Linked DNA regions of Mus musculus: regions 1, 2, 4 and 5 are each linked to region 3. The links are chromatin contacts, called in public HiChIP or PLAC-seq and promoter capture Hi-C maps. All regions are on one chromosome and are shown on one strand. The core of a region is the stretch at or near the end of the contact, and the rest is flanking DNA. Distances in the headings are between cores, read along the strand shown.

The links. Promoter capture Hi-C pulls out the DNA fragments that hold promoters and counts their contacts. HiChIP or PLAC-seq counts read pairs in DNA pulled down with a chosen protein or histone mark.
Region 1: a contact with region 3 is called in an H3K4me3 HiChIP or PLAC-seq map of craniofacial prominence, with 8 times the contacts expected there. The contact joins the enhancer-like site here to the promoter of Efnb1 in region 3. A contact is called at or near these places in 26 of 39 promoter capture datasets (the 3T3-L1 cell line, 3T3-L1-derived adipocytes, the C10 cell line and 14 more), 2 of 15 datasets of contacts at CTCF or cohesin (the NIH/3T3 cell line and stem cell-derived epiblast-like cells), 26 of 484 Hi-C or Micro-C datasets (3T3-L1-derived adipocytes, the G1E-ER4 cell line, the HL-1 cell line and 19 more), 18 of 115 datasets of contacts at active chromatin or transcription factors (astrocytes, cardiomyocytes, craniofacial prominence and 10 more) and 1 of 9 other capture datasets (embryonic stem cells).
Region 2: a promoter capture Hi-C map of the HPC-7 cell line shows a contact between it and region 3. The contact joins the enhancer-like site here to the promoter of Efnb1 in region 3. A contact is called at or near these places in 20 of 39 promoter capture datasets (the C10 cell line, the HPC-7 cell line, HPC-7-derived erythroid cells and 11 more), 1 of 15 datasets of contacts at CTCF or cohesin (embryonic stem cells), 5 of 484 Hi-C or Micro-C datasets (bone marrow-derived macrophages, double positive thymocytes, embryonic fibroblasts and 2 more), 18 of 115 datasets of contacts at active chromatin or transcription factors (the NIH/3T3 cell line, VIP interneurons, bone marrow-derived macrophages and 7 more) and 5 of 9 other capture datasets (adipose tissue, embryonic stem cells, liver and 2 more).
Region 4: a contact with region 3 is called in an H3K27ac HiChIP or PLAC-seq map of neural progenitor cells, with 8 times the contacts expected there. The contact joins the enhancer-like site here to the promoter of Efnb1 in region 3. A contact is called at or near these places in 16 of 39 promoter capture datasets (3T3-L1-derived adipocytes, the C10 cell line, the HPC-7 cell line and 9 more), 23 of 484 Hi-C or Micro-C datasets (B cells, CD4 T cells, CD8 T cells and 16 more), 17 of 115 datasets of contacts at active chromatin or transcription factors (differentiating embryonic stem cells, embryonic basal ganglia, embryonic forebrain and 10 more) and 5 of 9 other capture datasets (adipose tissue, embryonic stem cells, liver and 2 more).
Region 5: a contact with region 3 is called in a promoter capture Hi-C map of liver, with 9 times the contacts expected there. The contact joins the enhancer-like site here to the promoter of Efnb1 in region 3. A contact is called at or near these places in 18 of 39 promoter capture datasets (the 3T3-L1 cell line, 3T3-L1-derived adipocytes, the C10 cell line and 11 more), 2 of 15 datasets of contacts at CTCF or cohesin (the NIH/3T3 cell line and embryonic stem cells), 17 of 484 Hi-C or Micro-C datasets (LSK cells, brain, brown adipocytes and 11 more), 20 of 115 datasets of contacts at active chromatin or transcription factors (the NIH/3T3 cell line, SST interneurons, VIP interneurons and 15 more) and 4 of 9 other capture datasets (adipose tissue, embryonic stem cells, liver and 1 more).

What each region holds. Positions count from the first base shown.
Region 1 is chrX:99,432,637-99,435,336 of GRCm38.p6, reverse strand. It overlaps Gm14812 (predicted gene 14812), which reads left to right. Exons shown (of 7, transcript NR_033544.2): 5 at 2,238-2,381. Among named protein-coding and RNA genes, the nearest start is that of Gm14812, 9.8 kb to the left of the region's middle. Within about 2 kb of position 1,361, at least 31 of the 459 cell types and tissues checked have an H3K27ac peak or open chromatin away from gene starts, as enhancers often do. A contact at or near this core is called in cerebral cortex, craniofacial prominence, heart atrium and 1 more, where this site is marked.
Region 2 is chrX:99,543,243-99,545,942 of GRCm38.p6, reverse strand. No RefSeq gene overlaps it. Among named protein-coding and RNA genes, the nearest start is that of Gm31155, 13 kb to the left of the region's middle. Within about 2 kb of position 1,357, at least 8 of the 459 cell types and tissues checked have an H3K27ac peak or open chromatin away from gene starts, as enhancers often do. A contact at or near this core is called in the HPC-7 cell line, where this site is marked.
Region 3 is chrX:99,134,737-99,137,436 of GRCm38.p6, reverse strand. It overlaps Efnb1 (ephrin B1), which reads right to left and starts at 1,376. Exons shown (of 5, transcript NM_010110.5): 1 at 424-1,376. The coding sequence starts at 551.
Region 4 is chrX:99,480,594-99,483,293 of GRCm38.p6, reverse strand. No RefSeq gene overlaps it. Among named protein-coding and RNA genes, the nearest start is that of Pja1, 11 kb to the right of the region's middle. Within about 2 kb of position 1,378, at least 67 of the 459 cell types and tissues checked have an H3K27ac peak or open chromatin away from gene starts, as enhancers often do. A contact at or near this core is called in cortical neurons, embryonic basal ganglia, embryonic forebrain and 3 more, where this site is marked.
Region 5 is chrX:99,395,047-99,397,746 of GRCm38.p6, reverse strand. No RefSeq gene overlaps it. Among named protein-coding and RNA genes, the nearest start is that of Gm14812, 47 kb to the left of the region's middle. Within about 2 kb of position 1,361, at least 16 of the 459 cell types and tissues checked have an H3K27ac peak or open chromatin away from gene starts, as enhancers often do. A contact at or near this core is called in muscle stem cells, where this site is marked.

The DNA.
Region 1 (2,700 bases), core at 112-2,611, 300 kb before region 3:
GTAATGGGAGAACTTGAACCTGGGCCTTCTGATTCTCATTGTGACACTGTAGATTTGGTGTCTTTGACCTGGCGGTTCCTCAGCTCTGGTGGCCTGGCTCTGTTCTTCTGTGCCTGACTTGGGCCCAGATCTTCTCTGCCAGGCTGCAGAGGAAATGACTCCCCTCCCATAACTTGCAGTCCTCCAGCAAGCTAATCAGCTAATTCACACTGTGGTGTCAATGGCAAATAATAACTTACTGTAAAGTGCTAATGGTGTAATTTCAGGCTCTCCTGGCTGGTTGGAGGCTGGAAAAGAGCTGTGGGGATAGGGAGACTTTTTTTTTTAAGTTCATCATATTATGTTATGAATTCGCTTATCCCGTGCCCTCCCGTGCCCTCCCGTGCCCTGTGCTATCACATAAGCATGTGATGTCCATTGGTCTGGAATCACAGCCTACTGAAGAACACAGTCCCATGGGCTGTGTGACACCTGCTCTCAAAAGCACACTTCTGAGGACACACCCAGACTTACCTGACTTCATTTTCTTTTCAGGCTCTAGCTTCAGCAGCAAGGACTGTTTCAGCCAGGGTCTGCCTTTGGCAGGAGGAGGAGGTAGCATGGACCTCCAAGTGGGAGGCATGACACTCCAGCTACTTGGCCTCCTTTTCCTTCATGCTACCATGTACCATGCTCCAACTCCCAGGGCCAAACCCCACGTTTCCTCCCAAGGCAGGATACCCACACATACTTCCATTGGAGGGATTGTGACAAGGGAGGCCCAGAGAACTGGAATGGCTTGCTCAAGGTCATGCCTTAAGACATGGAGTTGGAGTTGACGTTCATGTCTTATGACACTTGGCCTTGAGGCTGACAAAACCCTGTCTCAGCAGAGTAGTGGATTCTCAGGAGACCATAAGGCTTATGACTCTAAACATATGCAACAACCTCTCCATGGGTTTCACAGCTACTTACTAATCAACTCTACGAGGCAAGTGGCCAGTAGCCCCCAGCAGTCAACATTAGGACCAAGCACGGACTCAGAGTTCAGAGGCCTCACTGCGCTCTTGCCCCCACACCCACACTAGAATTATCAGGGCTGACACAGGCGTCCAGGCCCTCAGGAAAGGTCCTGTGTGTCCCTAGGTTTCCTTGTAGCCTGGCTGGTATTTGGGGTATTTGGGGTTCAAGCCCAGCAGAATCCCACATCTGGATCCCCTTAGCTCTCCGCGTTCTTTCTTGGCTGAGAAGAATGTATTCAATGCCGGAGGAGCTGCTGGACTGCGGACTTGCTGCCCGGACTGGCTATCAAAGCAGAGAGGCAGCGGGCCTCTGGGGAGGGGCTTCATGGGCCCTCCATCATCGAGCAGGCCCGCCCGCCCGCCGCCGGTAGCTCCAGGGTGGAGCAGGGGCCTTTCAGCAGGCACTCGGCAGTGCGGCTGCAAAAGAGCCAGCCAAACTGTCGGGTGCAGCCCGGACAGGCCCGCTGCTTCTGATTAGTGGCTCACTCTCTGCTCCTGCCCCACCAACCTGCCTTTCACCCCCATCCCTGCCAGAACTGTCGCAGCCACCGTGTGCCCCCACGACCAAAGTAGTGGATAGGGAACAGGCTTTTCGAGCTGACCTCTGCAGACCCTTGAAAAAAACTCAGACATTTGATTTCTCTCTTCTCAATCTTCATTTGCTCTGCCTTCGAGTTCCCTCTGAAGAGTTCCAACCACAACTAGCCTTAGTGAGAAGCAGTTATTAAAAAATAATACTAAGGCATGTGCAGTCTTTTATACTGCAGCGTAGTGGTTAAGGGGAAAGGTTTTGGAGCCAGGCAGCCTCGGTTTAAAGCCAGTTTTGTCACTTATTAACTCTGGGCTCCAGGTCTCCCCCACATCCCATTTTGAAAGTGCCAAAACAATAGGCCACCAGGTCCCAGACTTGTCTTGAGACTTAAGTGAGTTAATACTATAGAGGGTTTATGCCCAGCACCGTGAGCACCCAATAAATTCTTAGTGTTCCAAAATTTGTTTCCATCCCTTGACTCATTTGAGCCTCTAGCAAACCTGGTCCGTAGAGGCTGTAATGGAAAAGAGGTCACATAGTGAGGAGAAGCAAGGTTGGGGCTTGTCCTCGGCAGGTCTCTCTTCCCTGTTCCCTTGCACTGTGTTGTCCTGGCACTACCTACCGCACATCAAGCAACTGCCAAAGGCGAAGAACTTTTCTCCAGGCTATAGGTTGGTTTTTTGTTTTGTTTTTTTTTCTTTTAGTGTGGAGGCCAAATCACAGATTTCAAAGTGGGAGGCCAGAGAACTGATAATCCTTCCAGGCTGGAGCTTCACCATCGTACATCGTGTGGCCCTTGAAGGAGCAGCCCAGACTCCCCTAGGGCTCTCATTATGGTGGCCCCTAAGGTGCGTGCTTCTCAGATTTAAAATCTCCCTAGTGGAGGCAAGAAGCCAGGCATCCACAAAGTAGCCTATAGCCTAGAAAAGGCTTGCTTCTGGTACCCGTGCCCTTACAGTTGAAGGGACACCTTCATTGATCAGAAATTCCTACCAAAGAAGGAGTAGTGCAAGAGAAGGTAAGGGCCAGCCCTTTAGGCTAAAGGCACTTCCATGTCCTAGGTACCCCAACTAACCGCCTGCAGCCCTCTTCTACTCTAGTGCTGCACTGCTGCAGGGCTGGGGCGGGGCTTAGGATGGCACAGAAAAGCATGTGTGTGTGAGCCCC
Region 2 (2,700 bases), core at 108-2,607, 410 kb before region 3:
AAAAATATTTATAGAACCTAATGGGTGTGTGTGTGTGTAATCGAGCCTCACTATTAGATCAGGCTGGCCTTGTCCTTATAATCCTTGTGCCTTGTCTTCCTAGGTGTCAGGATTACAGTTGTGCACCACCATGCCCAGCTCTGACAGTAATTTTAGAAAATGTTAGGATGCCAGTGCTTTGACTATGGGATTTTCTACTTTTGATGTTGTATGCATCCTGAAAAAAACAACAACATTTTGAGTTTTAGAGTATTTGGGACTTAGATTTTCGTGTTAGGGATGCTCAGCCCATACACGGTCACAGCAGAGATGGATTTTGAGCTCAGTCCTCTGACGGAGGTTCCTTGCTCTAAAACCTCTGCCTCAATATGGAACAATGCTTGCTCATGGTCTGTGAAATGAGTTCCCCTTCCCCCGGGCCTTTATTGCCCTTTACCCATTAGGAAATCCCAAGCTTTTCTCTTCTTACCTTTCCAGGTTTCAGCTGATGATTTCTAGGGACCAAACCCTTGGGCATTGGAGACAAAGGCATAGAAGAGATTGCCTTAGCCAGGGGCCTGCCATCTCCCCAACACCCACTGCAATATGCACTTTATCTATGCTGAGTTGGTGAAACAGGTCCAATCCAAGGTTCCAGCAAAGCATCACTGAAATGCTCCCTCCCTCAATATACTGGGAGGCTCTAAGAAGTGCCATTGATTCTGTCTAACAGACATGCCACCCACGTTACTTACAGAGCTTGGAGATTTGAGCAGCCTACATTTTAAAAAGCGGTCCAATGTAACCAGAGATTTGGGGCCTATCCTCCAACAGCCACAACAGGCAAGGCTTTACCTGTCTTTCCAATACACCAATTAAGGAGGGAGAAATGGTGAAAAGCAGAGGCAGGAAATTTAATCATGCACTGGGAAACGGAACAAATAGAACTGGTTGACCCCAAATTTCTCTTTGAGGCCCTGATATGAAATTTGCTTCTTTTTTTTTTTTTTTTTTGGTTTTTCAAGACAGGGTTTCTCTATGTAGCCCTGGCTGTCCTGGAACTCACTCTGTAGACCAGGCTGGCCTCGAACTCAGAAATCCGCCTGCCTCTGCCTTCCGAGTGCTGGGATTAAAGGCATGCGCCACCACGCCCAGTGAAATTTGCTTTTAAACAGAGGAGGACTTAGGATAGCAGTCAAGAGAGATGGATAATTAACCAGTCCTGATGAAGGTGTGCTCCCACCGTCTTGTGATTGATAAGTTGTGGTAAGTTAGTCATTGCTGTCATATCTCGAAGGGGACCACCATGGTTCCTACAAGACAATGTGACCAAGGATGTGGCTTCTCCTTCAGAGATAATTGGCCTTTGGCTAGGCCTTGTTGCTCACAGGATGTTCTGGGTTAGGTAGACAAGCCACAGTGACCCTTATCTCATGTGGAGTCAAACAGGGAGCCTGCGCCAAAGTAAAGACTGCTGACCCAAGAGGAAGGCAGAGGCTTTAGCCACCTGGGTTTAGCCACCTTGTGGGCCAAAGTGAAGAGTCGGTACTTTTTAACAAAAGCAGCTTCTAAGTGCCTGTTACTTCAGTGTCTGTGAAATGTATTCATTTTAACATGAAATCAATATAGAAAAAAAATGATGAACGTGGCTGACAGTCTTTTTTTTTTCCTACTTAATCTCCTAATTCTGCCATGAATTTGCACAGACAGCAATTTGGACCACCTTATCTCAATTTGGACCACCTTAAAAACAAGACAACACAGGTAGAGATAGTTGGAGGACAGGGCTAGAATGGCAACTAAGAGTAAACTAGTCTGAGAAGCAGCAGGAACAAAAGGAAAGGTGGAACTGACTTGTCCTTGCTTTGGCGCTCTTTACTAAATGTGGTTTATGCATTGTGATCTTCAGAGCTGTGTGCGGAAAGATCCTCCTAGCCTTAGTGGGATATGTCGTGGGTGAGCAAGGACAGGAGACACTGATGACTCCGTGGGTACCAGCTCAGCTGTGTAATGAGCACTTTGCTGGTGAACTAGACAGATGCATCTCCTGCCGCCAAGCAGCTGATAGTAGTGTGAGAGGTGTGGGCAGCCCGGACTAGGACAGTGGCAGTAGGGGCATGGGTGGACAGCCCAGCTGGGGCACTGAGCCAGCTAGTAGAACAGCTAATCAGAGTCAGGTTTGCAGAAACTGCTTTGGCAGTGAGTGAGAAACAGAAAGGAAAGGAATGGCAGCAGGGCAAGCATCTAGAGATGGGCCAAGAGCTTTATGGTTGCCCATGGCTCTAAGGCCAGATTGCCTGAGTTTGAATGCCCTTAAAAAAGGGACTTTTGCTTCTCTGGCCCTCAGTTTCTCTCCTCTGGAAATCCAGGACCTATCAAGCACAGAACCCGGCCGGCTGAAGCACTTAGTAAATGATAATGGGCTCCTTGTATTCCAACTAGTGAAGTGCTAGCAGTAAGTAACCGGCACAAGGCAGGAAAACACAGAAGATGGAGTGGTTTCACACGCCTTTAGTCCCAGCACTCGGGAGGCAGAGGCAGGCAGGTTTCTGAGTTCGAGGCCAGCCTGGTCTACAGAGTGAGTTCCAGGATAGCCAAGACTACACAGAGAAACCCTGTCTTGAAAAACCAAAACCAAAAAAAAAAAAAAAAAAGAATTAATTGAGATGGGCAGGGCTAGGGGGTTTAGTGATTGCCCAGTTTGGAGTGGGAGACAGGGAG
Region 3 (2,700 bases), core at 127-2,626:
CAAATGAGGAACCTGTGTTCTGGCCTGGTCCCTTGCTCAGGTCGATCTCACCCCTGGAGTGGCTGTGAGTGAAAACCACCACGTTCCCAGAGGCCCTGGAGTGGGCTGCTTACTCGCCCCCACCCAGCTCTCGGGTGCGCTCTGGAGCGCCCAGACATTCTATATCTGCCTGGTGTGACCAACAGACGCGATCCGGACTTGAGAGTAGGGCCAAACCGAAGGATCGAAACGCAGCTAAGTGCCCCCACCCCACCCTTCCGCACCCTACCCCGACTGCCCGCAAGAAAACACTAGAAAAGGCCAGATATAAAATAGGGCGCCGCACCTCCTACGGACAACCCCCCCCACGCACTTGGGGGTGCACGACCTCACCCCGAAGAAGTGCCTCCCACCCCCAGGGACCAGAGTAGATAAGTTACTCACTTAGGGTTAAGAGAGCTCCAGGACACGGGCTCCAGGTTCTTGGCCAACGGCGTGGCAAGCCGGCACAGCGTCAGCACGACCATAGCCACAAGCCACTTGCTGAGCCAACGCTGCCCAGGCCGGGCCATTTTCCCCGGGGCAGAATGCACTTCAGGATCCCCTAGCGCCTCCTCAGCAAAGCTCGCCTCGCCTGCCCGTGCCGCGCAGCGCTCGGAGCCACTCAGGCGCCCATCCTCCGCAGCCGCCGGCCTTGAAGCACTCCCCTCCCGCTGGCCTCGGGGTCGCTCTCCTTCGCCCGGCTGGCCAGGAGGACTCACTGGGCAGGCGTCCCCAACCCGCGCATGGGCTGCGGCCTCCGAGGACTTTCTTCCCTGGCCTCTCCGCCGCACGAGGCGCGACGGGGGCTCGCCGCCCCCGAGTGATCCCGCCGGATTCCGCTCGGCTCTCCCAGATTGTTTGAGACTGCAAGTCCTCTCCCCGATCGGGTCTCCCTGAAGAGCGCTCAGTGGCTGCCCCGACGCCTCGACCGTCCTGGGATTGACGCCTCTGGGAAGAAGAGGCGGGTTGTCTCCCAACAATGCGAGCTCGGTCCCCAGGCTCCCGACTGGGTCCCCCTAACACGGACTCCGTTCCTCCGGGCCACAGTGGGACTCCGCGCCGGCGCGTCCCACGACAGCTTCTACTTTAGCACCGGCCCTTCTCAGTATACTTAAAAGGCTAGTACGGCCCTGCCGAGCAAATCAGTCCCGTCGATTTGCACCTCTGAAGCCTCGGCCGGGTAGCCCGGCAGCCCGGTCGCCAAGTCCTTAATCCCCGGCGATTGAGCCCGAGTGTCTGCAGTCAGTGCGAATCACACACACCCCCCACTGCTGTCCAGCGCGCATAGACTCCCTCCGCTGCCGCTGAGCTTTCTACTCTCCTGCTCAGGCGAGCACAAGGCCAACCCTGCTCCTTCGAACCAATAGAAAGCTCTGTGACGGGGTCCTTGCCCCATACCACGCCCACAGAGCAGGAAGGGGTGGGGCTTCGGGGAGCTCATAAGGACGCTGCTCTCTCGATGGCACGAATCTGAATGTGCGGCTCTTGCGGTTATGCCTCTGTCCCGCTTAGTCTGGTTCCCAGGGAGTTCTAGGGAAGTTGGCGCTTCCCAAAAGCTGCTGGCCTGCTCTCATGCACACCCGGTCAGCACCCGGCCCACTGACCTAGAGCAGACAAACCCTGTCCCAAGTACCTCCAGAAAGCACCGTCCTTGTGTTCTTTTTATACACACAAACACACCCCACATGCGCATACTCGCGTACCAGCCCCAGAATCCCACTCGGTGCCCACTTCTGTCAGCCTGCCTGCTCCCAGTCCAGTCACTACCTACACTCTGTTGGACCCCGTCTTCCTGTCCTCGTAATGCACTCCTTTTTTGCATTGACCACGACAAGAGTCTATTAGACTATTAGAGGTTAGAGCTATGGGCAGTGGAGACTCAGAAAAAGTATTGTGTCCAAAGGGGAGGAGGAATTTATTTGCATCTAGTGAACCAAGCCTTTAAAATTTTCATCTTCGAGAGCGAGCCCTTTGAGACCCTCCACCCCAAACTCCAGGCACACAGATTTAGTCAGTCCTGTCTGAAGGCATACGAAAGGGCCAGGAGCAGGCAAGTAGGGACGAGAGGTCACAAACTGTACAGAAAGCTCTAGGACAGGGGAGAAAGGAGCAGAAGAGAAGCCTTTTGAAAGAGCAAAAGCAGGCATCTGGGCCCTGAGATTCCGGACTCCAGCCTTTCCCGGCCTCGGCCTCACCATCTGGGTCTTTGTCTCCCAGCACTGGCCCATTCTCTCCGCCCCTCCTTGTCTCTTTGCTTATAATTTGGCTCAATCCCATAGCTCAGACCCTCCCGGTCTGACCTACTCGCTTTTCTCAGGTCCCAGCGGACGTACCCACGTGCTAATGTCTCCCCCTGCTGGCCTTCTATAGACTTGCGGGCTCCCGGGATAAGCGGAGGCCTCCCACCTAGAGCCTGCTGAGCAAGTCTGGCACTCAAAGCGCTCAGAGGTAGGCATGGCAGTAGCAAGAGCCGGCCACTGGCCACTCATGTAAGAAAGGTGGGAAAGATCTGGGCTTGGGGACTTCAAAGGTTAGAAAGGCTTCCTATATTCGCGCCCCTCCTTTTTCTCCTCCTCGCTGCCTCCTCTTTTCTTTTTGTAATGAATCGGGTTCTAACTTTAGACTTACTAGGCAAGGTAAGAAGGACCAAAGAACCAAATTCCAGTTCCTTCTTGTTGC
Region 4 (2,700 bases), core at 129-2,628, 350 kb before region 3:
TGACCTTCCCAAGCCCTCCCCAACAGCTGTCTTGGCCCTCTTTCCAGCCTCTTCTCTGGTCTTCTTCCCTATTCTATAAGGTCCCTATGACTTATACTTTAATTCCCAAGTACCACAGATTTCCTTCTTCTGAAAAATATTTGGAACACCCCCCACCCCCCATTTTTTTTGAGATGGGATCTGGATATGTAACCCAGGCTAGCTTGTATTTGAGATCCTCCTGCTTCTACCTCCTGGTCTGCAAGTGCTGGGATTACAGGTTTTCATCGCCATGCCTGCCATATCAAAGACTGCTCAGAGAACGCCTAGGTCCAGTTATTTATCTGTGACCTGCTCGTTCACACCAACAGACTGTCCTGGACATTCCTACCATGTCCTGAAAAGTGTAGATCGTAGTGCTAGGTCTTTTATTTGGTCCCTTCCCCTAGGTGGGGGACTCATCATGGTCCCATTCTTGTGAGCTTGAGGCTCAGGAGCTCAGTGTCTAGTCCAGAGTTAAACGTGTATGGCAAACAACATGAAAGACTACCCGAACCGGTGAGGAGTCAGCGCGCCCCCCCCCTCTGGGGCCTTGGTGACTTATATTCTATGCCACAAAAAGTATGTCTGCACCTACTATCCCCTGTGTCTCTGACTAGGAATAACATTGGAGGATTTCTGTGTGGGACCATTGTTTTGTCTGTGCCATGGAAAAACTGCAGCAAAAGGAGGAGGAGGGAGGAAAGGAAGTGGACAGGAATGGGGGCAGGGAGGTTACTGTTGGAGCTGCTCAGGTGGAAGATGGTGGAGAGCTAGATTACTGTTGTCATGGGAATGGAGAGGGGAAGAGACCAAGTTTCAAGATGGTCGTCCAAACATTCGAATTGTGCAGAAGCCCAGTTGCTTTGAATAATCCTCAAAGCAAAAGCTGGCCATTTGAGATGACTTCCTTCTCTCAGAAAAAGATAGTAAATGCATGTATGGAGGGTGTCACGCCATCTCTAGCATCCCCCCCCCCTTCCTGCCAACAGCCCTGGCCACGTAGGCCTTTGCCTGTTTTCTAAAGAGCTTCTCTAGGCAACGGGGGGAAAGAAAAGGGTGGGGGTGGCCACCCACGCCACTCAGCAGAGGTGAGCAGAGGAGCACAGAATCCTCAAGATCCCCCTCCCATAGCCACTACAGGCTGCCAGGTGCCTTGTTTGCGATGAAAGCTTTTAAAAGCCCATATTCGTGGATGGTCACGTATTCATTTTTGTTCATTTAAGTAATACTCATCGAGCCCAGAGCCATGCAATGCTAAGCAATGCTCGCCATGGACCCTGCTCTCAAGAAGCTCTGAAGCTGAGGTGTAGGGGGGGAGATACGTAATCAGGCAATTAGGAACCAGTATGAGCGGGGAGGTAAGCACTGGTTGCTATGGAAACAAGAGGAGAGGCCACAGCTGCTGCTCCTCTCCCTCTGAAGGGTGGCTGGCTGGCTGGCGGCAGGCAAAAAAAAAAAAAAAAAAAAAAAAAAAAGGAGGCATGATGCAAAGCAAAGCAGGCAGACCTGCTGTCAAGCCTGACTCCACACTAGCTTGGGACAAAGATCTCTTGGCAGGACAAAACCTGTCACCTCTCTGCCTCTGCCTCTCTGTCTCTATACCTACAAAAATCAGAAATGGAGACCATTCTCCAAGGAGCAAGTGAGATGCTGTCTGTATCTCACCCTGCCCCCAAAGAGGTCTACAATACAAAACAGCTACTAGAGATTGTCTTTGCAAGAAATCTTTGTTGGTTGAAAATGTCCTGATTGCTGGTCACCAGCTGTGAAACAAGGTACACACAGCCACTGTCTTCACATAGCTAACTTGGAAAGGAGACAGATAGAGATATTTACATGGCATGCATTTCTACCATTGTGATGGGTGTTATAAACCCACCAGAGTAGGTGAGTATGACTAGACATAGACTAATGGCCAGGGAAGACGTGGGTCATTTCAGTTAAGATCAAAAGGGAAAGGCTGGCATAGGGCTGGAATCGCAGCTGCTAGGGAGACTGAGGCAAGAGGGTCAGAAATTCAAAGTCTAGTCTACGTGGGCTACAGAATGAATCCAAGGCCAACCTCAGGAACATAGCAAAACCCTGTCTCGGAATAAAAAAAAAAAAAAAAAAAAGAATAAATCTGTTCTCTTAGAAAAAAAAAAAAAAACTACAAAGAGAGCTTAGCGGTAGAGTACTTGTTTAGCATTCCTGAGGACCTGGGTTCACTGGCCAGCACTGAGAGCAAGCACAAAAGGAACTGGTCAGCAAAGAGGTAGAAGAGCTGCATTGCCAGTCTGCGGAGTCACTTCTGTGAAGGTGCTAGATGCACAAGGGAGATAACTATGTTCACTTCTGTGAAGGTGCTAGATGCAGGAGGGAGATAGCTATGTCCCAGGCAGAGCAAGGAGGTCTCTGGAACCCAGGTGGGGAGGTATGCTAGAGGTAGGGAGAGAGAAAGCTGGGAAATAGGGACGGTACCACTCAAAGCAAGTATCTAGATCAGAACAATGAGCTGCCGGCCTTGGTTTCCAGGGTGCTTTTAGTGCTCGCTTCCAAGGTTATTCTGACTCCCACAGTCCATTAGTACAGAAAAACAACTGTCACTGTCTAAAGCACAAACTCAGAGCATTCTTATAGAAGGTTCTGGAATACAAACACTGCCAGATTTCTTAGAAGGCATTTAGATCCAAACGTACT
Region 5 (2,700 bases), core at 112-2,611, 260 kb before region 3:
TCAGGCTCCTGCTATTTCCTGGACTTGAATACCTCCTCCAGGTGTCCCCTGCTTGGCCCCAGAGGCCCAGGCAAGGGGAGACCAGGGTGACAGCTGCTGGGCTATGGGCGGGCGGACGCCAGTGTGGGGGTGGGAGTGGGGGCTCAGGCTCAGAGAAGGCCAGCGGGCAGGAGCATAGAGAGGAAGTTCACAGTCTGCAGCAAATGGATTTCAAGGCCCTGTTAAGTGGAAAAGCCTCCAGGAACGTGGCAGAGAAAGGCCCCTGTCTTTGGAGAGGGGCTGAGGGGCCAGCTGGGGGTGTCTTGGCAGAGGAAGCCGAGCTGCATGCCTTGTGTGTGCTGGGAGAGTGGGGGTAGGAGCTGGGGCCGCTAAGGAAGGCCGGGCAGTCCTTGAGCAAGGCTGGGCCTTGGGATTGCTGTCTATTTGGGAGTGGGCTCAGGCTCCAGCTCTACTTCAGGAATTCTGAGGCCCCAGGATTCAGGCTAGCTTCTGGGGGGGGGGGAGGTTCCTGAATGCCAGGTTGACAAGGGAAAAGACTGGCTCTAAGGCTCAGTCCCTAAGCCTTTCTGTCTCATACAGTGGTGCTCAGAGCTGGAGTCCTAGTAGCTATAAGAGGCCACTCTGCCATGATTCCTGGTCTTCTAGGGCCCATGGTCTGGCAGAATGGCCATCTTCACAGATACAGCACTTTACAGTTTACAGGACACTTGCCTACCCATCTCTATATCCCAAGGCTGCATCCAAAGAGGCACATTTGCCCTAGTCACAACGGAGACCTGTGCTTCGGCTTCCTATGAAACCCACAAACCTTCGGTCTTCACTCTGCCGTTAACTTCTCTCTGTTTCCCCCTTTCTTCCCTTTGGCTACCATTTTGAGGCAAGGTGTCACTTTGTAACCCAAGTCAAGGTTAACCTCTTGATCATCCTGCCCTAGCTACCAGAGTGCTGTCATTACAGGCATAGGCCGTCACACCTGTCTCAATTTTCCATATTTAGAGGTGGCCTCTCTCAAAGAGACATGCTATGGTAGGATGTCTCAGGCCAAGGCCTTCTTAGCCCAGGCAAGCCACACATTCCCTTAGGAAGAAGTTATGCCTAGCCTACCCATCTTTGAGCTGGTCACTATGTGTCTAGTCGTGAAGTAGCTCCTCTCTATTGCCCTTAGTTTATTTGGCATATTTTTCAGCCATGAAAAGAGACCCAGCAGTGAAGGGCTACAAGGCAGACAGGCAGTAACCAAGGCCTGTGCAGGGTGGCTAAGCAGCAGAGGAGGAGCCTCGGGCCCCTTTCCCAGCCAGGCCCCCTGCCCTTTGCCTGGCCTGGCCCCAGGCACAGGGCCCAGCCAGCTGTCCCAGGGCGGGCAGGCTAGCTGCATTAGCAAATGTGTTTGCGGTTATGGGCCGCTCCCGAAAGCCGAGAAGCATTGTATTAGGGTGGTAGGGATTGAAGACAGACCAGGCTCTGGTTCCCAGCCCCAGCCAGGGAAATCAGAACCAGGCTGGACTTCTGGCCCCTCCTTCAGAACCCTCCATCCTAGAACCCTCCCCCTCCCTAGGCTAGGATGAGGGCAAGAGGGGGCTGGTCACAGTAGTGTGGCCATTCAGGCAGGGTTGCCTTTGAGTATTAGTGGTAGAGATCCAGGGTGAGTTGAGAGGGGTGCAGGCTATAGGTGGATGGTATTCCTGCAACCTCTCTCTCTCCCCACTCTTCCCAACCACAGAGAGGGCCAAAGCAGGAGACAAACCTGAGGCTGGTGGATCATGAACTCTGTGCTGCAAAACCGATCCAAGTTACAAAATGAGAGCAGAACTTCCCTGTCTACCTTGCTTTCCCTCAAAGCACCAGGGGCCAGCAGGAGGGATGGCAGTGCCCCGATGCTCGCCGGAAGCCTTCTAGGGGTTGGCCTTTCTAGATCTCCCCTCCGATCCCAGCAGATCTGAAAGAGTGGGAGTGAGAAGGAACAAAGTGGGCAGAGAAAGTGGGTGTGGCGGGTTGCTGCAGTGCAATGGACTCTGAGATGCTAATTTTCATCCTGATGACCATGAAAATCACTATCTGTAACCCACAGTGCCAGGTACCACCCAGTGGGGAACTGAGTTTCCTACAGATGAAGTATTAAGGAAGATCAGTATCCAGTAAAGAGCAAAACAGAGAACCTAGGCTATTGAAACCTCTCCCTTCCCACAGGCAAGTCCTATCTAGTTTCCATAGACTTGGGGCATTGGCAATATCTCTGGAACTCACACAGTGCTGGGTCATTCTGACTGGGACACCACTTTCCCCCTTCTCGGCTTGGCTATCCCTTCTGAATCCTTTAAGGGTCATCTTCAAAGTTTTGACTCCTGTTGCCTCTTGCAGGTGTGGCTGGCTCTGTAATGTCCCCAGGACTCTATTGCTGTCCCTGCTGTGTTTGGAGATGAGTTCTCTGTTCCCTTAGTTCCTTAGCAATAATCAGAGGCCTAACAGCTGTGTGGTCACTGTTATCAGCCTCTCTTGTCCTACAGCTATAATGAGCTTTCTCTGTCTGAAGCACAGAATTGGTTATAAGCACACCCTTGGTGTCTGACAGTCCGGGATTCCAAAATGGCTTTGGTCCCTGCAGACATTAAGCTCTGTGCTCATTGCCGCTGAAGCCAGGTCCTCTGGCAGAGGTAGGCAGTGGTCTTGGAAATACAATCCCCTTCACCTTGGCCTAAAAGG